Regions from separate parts of the Triticum aestivum genome. Here region 2 is linked to region 1. A link is a contact called in public Hi-C data. All regions are on one chromosome and are shown on one strand. Each heading gives the region's core, a stretch centred on a gene start, on an enhancer-like site or on the middle of the called end of the contact. The rest is flanking DNA. Distances are from core to core; before and after follow the strand shown. Region 1 holds the start of LOC123122942 (7-methyl-GTP pyrophosphatase). Region 2 holds the start of LOC123122963 (protein NEOXANTHIN-DEFICIENT 1).

The links. A called contact is a pair of places that touch in the nucleus more often than the background predicts.
Region 2: a Hi-C map of leaf shows a contact between it and region 1, with 9 times the contacts expected there. The contact joins the promoter of LOC123122963 here to the promoter of LOC123122942 in region 1. A contact is called at or near these places in 2 of 5 Hi-C or Micro-C datasets (both in leaf).

Annotation. Positions count from the first base shown.
Region 1 is chr1B:341,111,316-341,115,027 of IWGSC CS RefSeq v2.1, forward strand. It overlaps LOC123122942 (7-methyl-GTP pyrophosphatase), which reads left to right and starts at 1,916. Exons shown (of 11, transcript XR_006460436.1): 1 at 1,916-2,178; 2 at 2,262-2,333; 3 at 2,414-2,488.
Region 2 is chr1B:341,952,235-341,955,974 of IWGSC CS RefSeq v2.1, forward strand. It overlaps LOC123122963 (protein NEOXANTHIN-DEFICIENT 1), which reads left to right and starts at 2,471. Exons shown (of 9, transcript XM_044543351.1): 1 at 2,471-2,546; 2 at 2,654-2,801; 3 at 2,875-2,921; 4 at 3,365-3,419; 5 at 3,524-3,562; 6 at 3,647-3,740. The coding sequence starts at 2,479.

The DNA.
Region 1 (3,712 bases), core at 666-3,165:
TGTTCACCCACCGTATTATTTTCTATCTTGAGAGAAGCCTCTAGTGAAACCTATGGCCCATGGGTCTATTTTCCATCATATAAGTTTCCGATCTACAATCTTAGTTTCCGATCTACTATTCTTGTAATCTTTTACTTTCCGATCTATAAACCAAAAATACCAAAAATATTTACTATATCGTTTATCTATCTCTATTAGATCTCACTCTTGCAAGTAACCGTGAAGGAATTGACAACCCCTTTATCGTGTTGGGTGCAAGTTTGTTCGATTGTTTGTGCAGGTATTCAGTTATTTGTGTGTTGTCTCCTACTGAATTGATACTTTGGTTCTCAAGCTGAGGGAAATACTTATCTCTACTTTGTTGTATCACCCTTTCCTCTTCAAAGAAAAAACCAACGCATGCTCGAGAAGTAGCAGTCGCTCGCCATCTCCTCCATTTCTTTCAATTTCAAGACTCTTTTTTATTCAGCATACTCTTTTCTCGCAATGACAATGGCTTCAAATCCTTCTTTAAGATCATTGTCTCCAGCCTTTGACCCCCTTTTCTCCTTCCATCGGGCCTATATGCTTGGCAACCGAGTGAGGAGGGGGAGGAGGAATCGAGTGAGGAGTGGGGCTCATCCTCCCCTCCTCACCACCAACACCGTCATCATCACGATCAACAACCAAGCTCTTCCTCCTAGGAACTTCAAAAGCTTCATGATCCTTCCACTTCTCCTCATGCTCGAGCTCTTCGTAAGAAAGTTGGAAAGTGAACGATTTTCTTTTATTCTTATTCTTATTCCCGTTCTTCGCTCTTTCTTGGAAGAAACCTTGAGCAAGCATGAGCTACATAAACAATAAAGAAACTCGGTTAATTAGGAACATATGCATACTTAGAGAAAGCATTTGAATGTAGCAAGCAATTACCATGTCCGTTTCATTGCAACCACTTGGGTTCATGCGATCGGCATTGACCAAGCAACCCCCACATTTTTGACATTCGACGTTTATAGTGGACCGTCGATGCCGAATAGAATCCAATGGTCGATAATGGCCACTTGTGTTCCGTTCATCAATAATTCTTTGATGCGCTTTTAACATGTGCTAGCCAATTAGTCAATTCCGACGGAGGCATCAAGAGAGACTCGCTTCCAAGCCATACATCTCGTCTGTCAAGATTCTCATCATCATATGGCATATCATATTTTTGGGATGAAAAAACTTGAAAAACAAAATCTTCATTCACAACATTTGTCAAGTGCATAAATGTATCATCATCAAGATTACAAATGCATGCACACACAATCTCACATTCTATTGATATCAATACGACAAAAGAACAATGAAGAAGAAGAAGAATATTTAATACCTTTGCGGCATTTCATCAAAAAAGTTGGAGACGATGCCACCACGTCGGCGACGGGACAGGGGGGAAGGGGAGGAGGTGCGCCAGCAGCAACAACAACACACAGCCGCAGACGACGATGACAACGAAGAAACATCAGCAGCCGCGGCCGCCTTCGTCTTCTCCGGCCGGGATGAAGCCACGACAGGGTCGTGCAGCGGCCGCTTCGAGCCGCCACCACGTGGTTTGACTGTGGAAGCCTTCTTCCTCGCCGGTGCTTCTATTAAAGATGCTTTTAGGAGTCGGAGAGGAACCGCTTGAAATTTGAGAATGCGTATAAGGGACGAAAATTTATGCATTCGGCCAGAGATGCTCTAATCTGAGTAGGGGATGTTTTGGCTCATTTTAGAGACATACCCAGTTTTAGGTCATACTCCCAAATTACATGTGGCGAAAATGAATAAAAGTGGATGTATTTATAACTAAACTACGTCTAGATACATCTATTTCCGTGACAAGAAATTCCGGACGGAGGGATTACTATATATAGGACTTCTTACATATGCGACAGATGCAAAATGTCGCGTACAAAATTTCTTTCTTCCACGTTGAATTTATTACTGACTGGAGGAAAAATGCAATCTTCCCACCGTCCCTGCAATCTCCTATGCCCGGTGGCGCCATATGCGACCGCCGCACCCCGTCCTCAACAGCGGCCGCCGCATCTTCTCGGAACCCACCCGCAGCGCCTCCTCTCCCCTCCGCGCCGCCACTCTGAAGCCCGCCTTCTCTCCGGCGTGACCCCAATGACCACATCCTCCTCCCCCACCGCGAACCCCCAGCCATTCAAGGTTCGCCTCACGGTTAACAAGCCCCTTCGTTTGGCTCACCGCTAGTCTCAGTGCGTGACATGTGTTGAGTGAATTTGTCGCAGTTGATCCTGGGGTCTTCGTCAGTGGCCAGGAAGAACATCCTCAACGAGATGGGGTTCGAGTTCCAAGTCATGGTGGGTTGGGCTGTCAGTTATAGTTTCCTTTAGAAAGAATTGAAGCTATTCCTTGAGTGGATTGGGTTTCTTGGTTTCAGACCGCGGACATCGACGAGAGGAGCATAAGAAGGGAGGATCCGGATGAGCTAGTCATGCTTCTTGCGGAGGCCAAGGTAGAATCTTTCCCCAGTTTTTCTACTAGGTAATTGCCTGTGCGTTGCTACTAGAGTCAACAATTTTCAATGCAACAAGAGTACCATAAAAGCCATGGTGTTTCGAGGTCACCAGACAATACACTTGATCTTACAAACATGATCCACATTAAGATACATAAGCATCAATTTTGCATAGCAATGTCAAAGCAAGCACGAACGAAGGACAGTAAACACCATGATAGCCAAGTTTCAATTAAAGGAAGCAAGTTAACATCATGATAGCTGAATTCACCACAACTCTCTCTTTCAAATTATTTTTCCTATGATGCGGCTAAAATATTCCTAAGGCTTACATGAATCATAAATCACCAGGAGTTCCTGTCATACGTCATTTCATCAATTAAAAAGTTCCTCCATAGTGTGTGGCCATTATGTGCATAAGTCGGATACATGTAAATCTCAAAGTTCTGTTAAAAAGTTTTTCCGCAAGACTGTACCACTTCAAATTAAAATGGTATTTGTTGTCCTCTTTAACCAATTCATTCTCCCATGTAAGCATATAACATGAAGAAAGTAGTAATGTATTATGATCACATGACTTCTTAGCCATTTAGATAGTCAATACTTCCTTTGAAACAATCTCAAGCTAGTAAGATGAAGAAAATAGTACTGGATTGATAAGCCGAAGTGTCAATTTCCTAGAAAAAATACATAGTACTCAAATACTTATTTTATTAATCGATCCTTTAAACCTTGTGTATGCTAGCAACCAAGATCTCCATCCACTACTTAAAATCGAGACCTCCCCATGGTCCTGCTCCTCCACACTACCAGGTCGCCTCGCCATTGTCATTCTGCGTGGGCTTTGTTGTCTGCCGAGGTGACAACAGCTCCACGACGGCCTCCTCTGAGCTCCTGTGCTTGTCGAGCCGGAACATGGCGACGGCGCTGCTGGCTCGCGCGGTGCAATGGAGCTTGCACCCGGCTCAGCTGATCTCACACATACCGCTATCACCGGGCAGACTACCGCCTTGACGTGGGTTGTACCCCCACCGTGGTGCTGACACTTGTCCGCCACCATGCCGTCTAGGCTGCCGACCTGACTGATGCGGCAATGAGCCCTTTCACGGGGCCCTCTTCTAACAAGAACACAAAATCAACATGACCATCACTGAGCAATTTTTCTTCACAAAGGACTCCCGTATTTTCAAATGGCTATGCTTTTTCCAACAGTTAAATGCA
Region 2 (3,740 bases), core at 1,221-3,720, 840 kb after region 1:
CAGACCCCTGTGCGCTTAGGTTTAGACCGGCGTGCTGGCCTCTCTGTTTTGCCTAGGTGGGGCTGCGACGTGTTGATCTTCCGAGGCCGGGCATGACCCAGGAAAGTGTGTCCGGCCAAATGGGATCGAGCGTGTTGGGCTATGTGGTGCACCCCTGCAGGGAAGTTTAATCTATTCGAATAGCCGTGATCTTCGGTAACAGGACGACTTGGAGTTGTACCTTGACCTTATGACAACTAGAACCGGATACTTAATAAAACACACCCTTCCAAGTTCCACAGACAACCCGGTGATCGCTTTTCCGCAGGGCGACGAGGAGAGGATCGCCGGGTAGGATTATGCTATGCGATGCTACTGGAGATGCTGCTTGGAGATACTACTTGGAGATGCTACTTGGAGGACTTCAATCTACTCTCTTCTACGTGCTGCGAGACGGAGGCTGCCAGAAGCGTAGTCTTCGATAAGACTAGCTATCCCCCTCTTATTCTGGCATTCTGCAGTTCAGTCCACCGATATGGCCTCCTTACACATATACCCATGCATATGTAGTGTAGTTCCTTGCTTGCGAGTACTTTGGATGAGTACTCACGGTTGCTTTCTCCCCCCTTTTCCCCCTTTCCTTTCTTTCTGGTTGTCGCAACCAGATGCTGGAGTCCAGGAGCCAGACGCTACCGTCGACGACGACCCCTACTACACCGGAGGTGCCTACTACTACGTGCTGCCCGCTGACGACGACCTGGAGTAGTTTAGGAGGATCCCAGGCAGGAGGCCTGCGCCTCTTTCGATCTGTACCCCAGTTTGTGTTAGCCTTCTTAAGGCAAACTTGTTTAACTTATGTCTGTACTCAGATATTGTTGCTTCCGCTGACTCGTCTATGATCGAGCATTTGTATTCGAGCCCTCGAGGCCCCTGGCTTGTATTATGAAGCTTGTATGACTTATTTATTTGTAGAGTTGTGTTGTGATATCTTCCCGTGAGTCCCTGATCTTGATCGTACACATTTGCGTGTATGATTAGTGTACGATTGAATCGGGGGCGTCACATGGTGCCTAGTTGGGGTTATCGATTCAGGACCTTGTCGCATGTTGGGGGTCTTTTCTATTTTGGCACCGCAGTCGGGCCATGAGTGATTTGTTTGATGGATGTTATTTATGTACTCTGATGTGACGTGGCGAGTGTAAGCCAACTATGTTATCTCCCCCTTTTATTATATATTACATGGGATGTTGTAATGATTGCCTGACTTGCGACATTGCTTTCAATGCGGTTATGCCTCTAAGTCGTGCCTCGACACGTGGGAGCTATAGCCGCATCGAGGGCGTTACAATGGTGTTGTTGTGCGAGTTGCCCAAACGATGGCGATGCACGACCTCTGTTGACGGCTGATATCCTTCTCGAGCTAGCCTCCTTCTTCCTCCGGTCCTCTGATCATGGTTGGGGCTCCAATGCCTCATTGCTTCTGTGTCTGAGCTTTGTTGTTGCTCCTGAGCACCCTTGTATCTTGCCTGTGTTTTTTTCTTCTTCTCCTTTTCTCTTTATTGTGTGGTGTTGTGTTGTATCGTTTGTTGTAAGGGCTTTATTAATATAAAGCAGGACGACAACCTTCTTTCTAGGAAAAAAGGAGCAGGAACGAACGAGCGAGGACGAAATAGATCAAGCTCGTCGGGTACTCGGGTTGGGTCGAGCAAGGTTAATAGAAGATTAGATTATTATTATTTTTTGCAAAAATGCCACAGTGGTATCCATGCCATTTCTCTGTTTATTGAGAAAACAAAGTAATGTGGGGGCAAACGATTAAGCGCCCAACAAATATCGGGCAAATGACCAAACACCCCCGGTATCATGTGAAGCAATTTGTGAGGCATCCTCTGAAAATCTACTGCACATGGATCATGGTTATCCGCAGAGAAATCAATCAATATTCTTGTCAAATGCTCGTCGCCGGCCGGTGCATCCCCCTAGCCGGTGCCGGTGACTTGCACCTGCACCTGCACCTGCACGCGTGACGCAGTTTACCATCCCAACCAAGCAGCCACACAAGAAACACAGTGCCGTCCCTTTCCCCATGTCACTGTCACTCTCACTCGAGCCACGGAAACCGCAGCAGCAAACGGCCGCCAGCCACACACACCTCCGGTATCAATCAGGCGCTCAGTCAGTCGATGGGGCCCTTCCATGGATCTCCACGGTGAAGTGATGATGACATCACCATCGCCCCCCAGCCTCTAAACCAGCGCCCTCTGTACACCGGATAAGGCTCGAGATCCCCTGCACCCGCAGCATCCCAAGCATCACTTCATTACTAAAACATCATTCATCGCCAGCTTCCTTCCTCCTCGCTTCCTTCCTCGCATAGAAAACCCAAGCTGCTTTGCTCCGCTGGTCCCCTCCCTTGCCCAGCTCTTCTTCAGCCGCTTGATCAAACCACTGGTCAGTGCCTGGCTTCTCGTTCTCGCACGGCCGCCGCTGCATCCATCCATGGAGGCCGAGGACGGCAAGCCCGCCGCCGGGTACCGGCACGGGCCGCCATGGGTGTTCAAGGGCAGGCAAGTGCCTCCTCTTCTTTTCTCTCCCGCTCACCATGGATGGCCAGGGCGGCGGCGTGCGGCGGGGCGCGGGCGACTGACTCTTTTGGTGTGCGTGTGCGTTGCAGCGCATTGTACCAGCTGCATTTGGTGAAGGCGGCGACGGCGCGGGCGTTCGTGCCCAAGGAGCTGCGCCTGGTGGAGGCCTTCGGCTACACGCTCGGCGGCATGTTCCTGGCGCGCTACCACGACAGCCCCGCCGGACAGTTCGACGAGGTCATCATCATCTTCATCCCCTCCCTGCTGCCCCGTTTTCCCGTACGTTTTTCTGACGAGCTTTGCTTGGCAGCTCGTGGTGATCGCCGGCATTGTGTGGAACCCGCCGACTTCTTGCGCGTGAGTTGCTCTTCTTCTTCTTTTGTCCTAGTTTAATCGCTTCTAATTCCACTAGTGAGTGATTGCCTGCTTGGGGAATGCGAATAGAATCGATCAACTGGCACAACTTGCATTACAAAACAGGCAGATATCAATCTGGAGCCTTTCACTTCATTGTAAACAACGCCCACTTGATCAGTTCACTGTGCTTGAGCTCCACTTGTGTTAAACCAGCAACCATTAATTATCTCATCCGCTCGCTGTGCTTGCTCCCTCTGGCATGGACAACCGTGCTGCCTATCTGTAATCCATTTGGACTAACCCTCTGACTTACCCGAGCGATGCCTAAGATAACTTGCTTAATCAGTGATGCCATCTATCCTCTTCAGTTTTTCTTTTCATTAAGAAAGAAAGCGGTCGTAGTTGTGCGCTCTGCTGATTTGCTGTCCGAACCTGTGTAACAGTTGGGCTGCCCGGGTGCTAGTAAACAGCGCTGAAGCCTGCCGGCATGGACGCAAGGTGCCAAACTGCCAACAGTGTCCATCTATGATTCCTTCCCGGTTCAGGCCAATTCTTCTCTGCTGGTACTATTTTCCTAATCAATGTCACTGTCGCTAATGCAGGAAGTAGGGCTTCCAAGCCATGTCGCGGCATTCTCACAGGTACACATAGCACTTTTAATTACCATTAGCTTTTACAAATGTTTAAGAGATTTGTAACATGAACTTTGCTCACATGGAGGATAGACCGAAGCTTCTGTGCTCAGAAATAAACCAAACAACTTCCTCAACATTCTCGGAATGGGTTCAGGCTTCTCCAAGCAAGAGAATTACCGCAGGG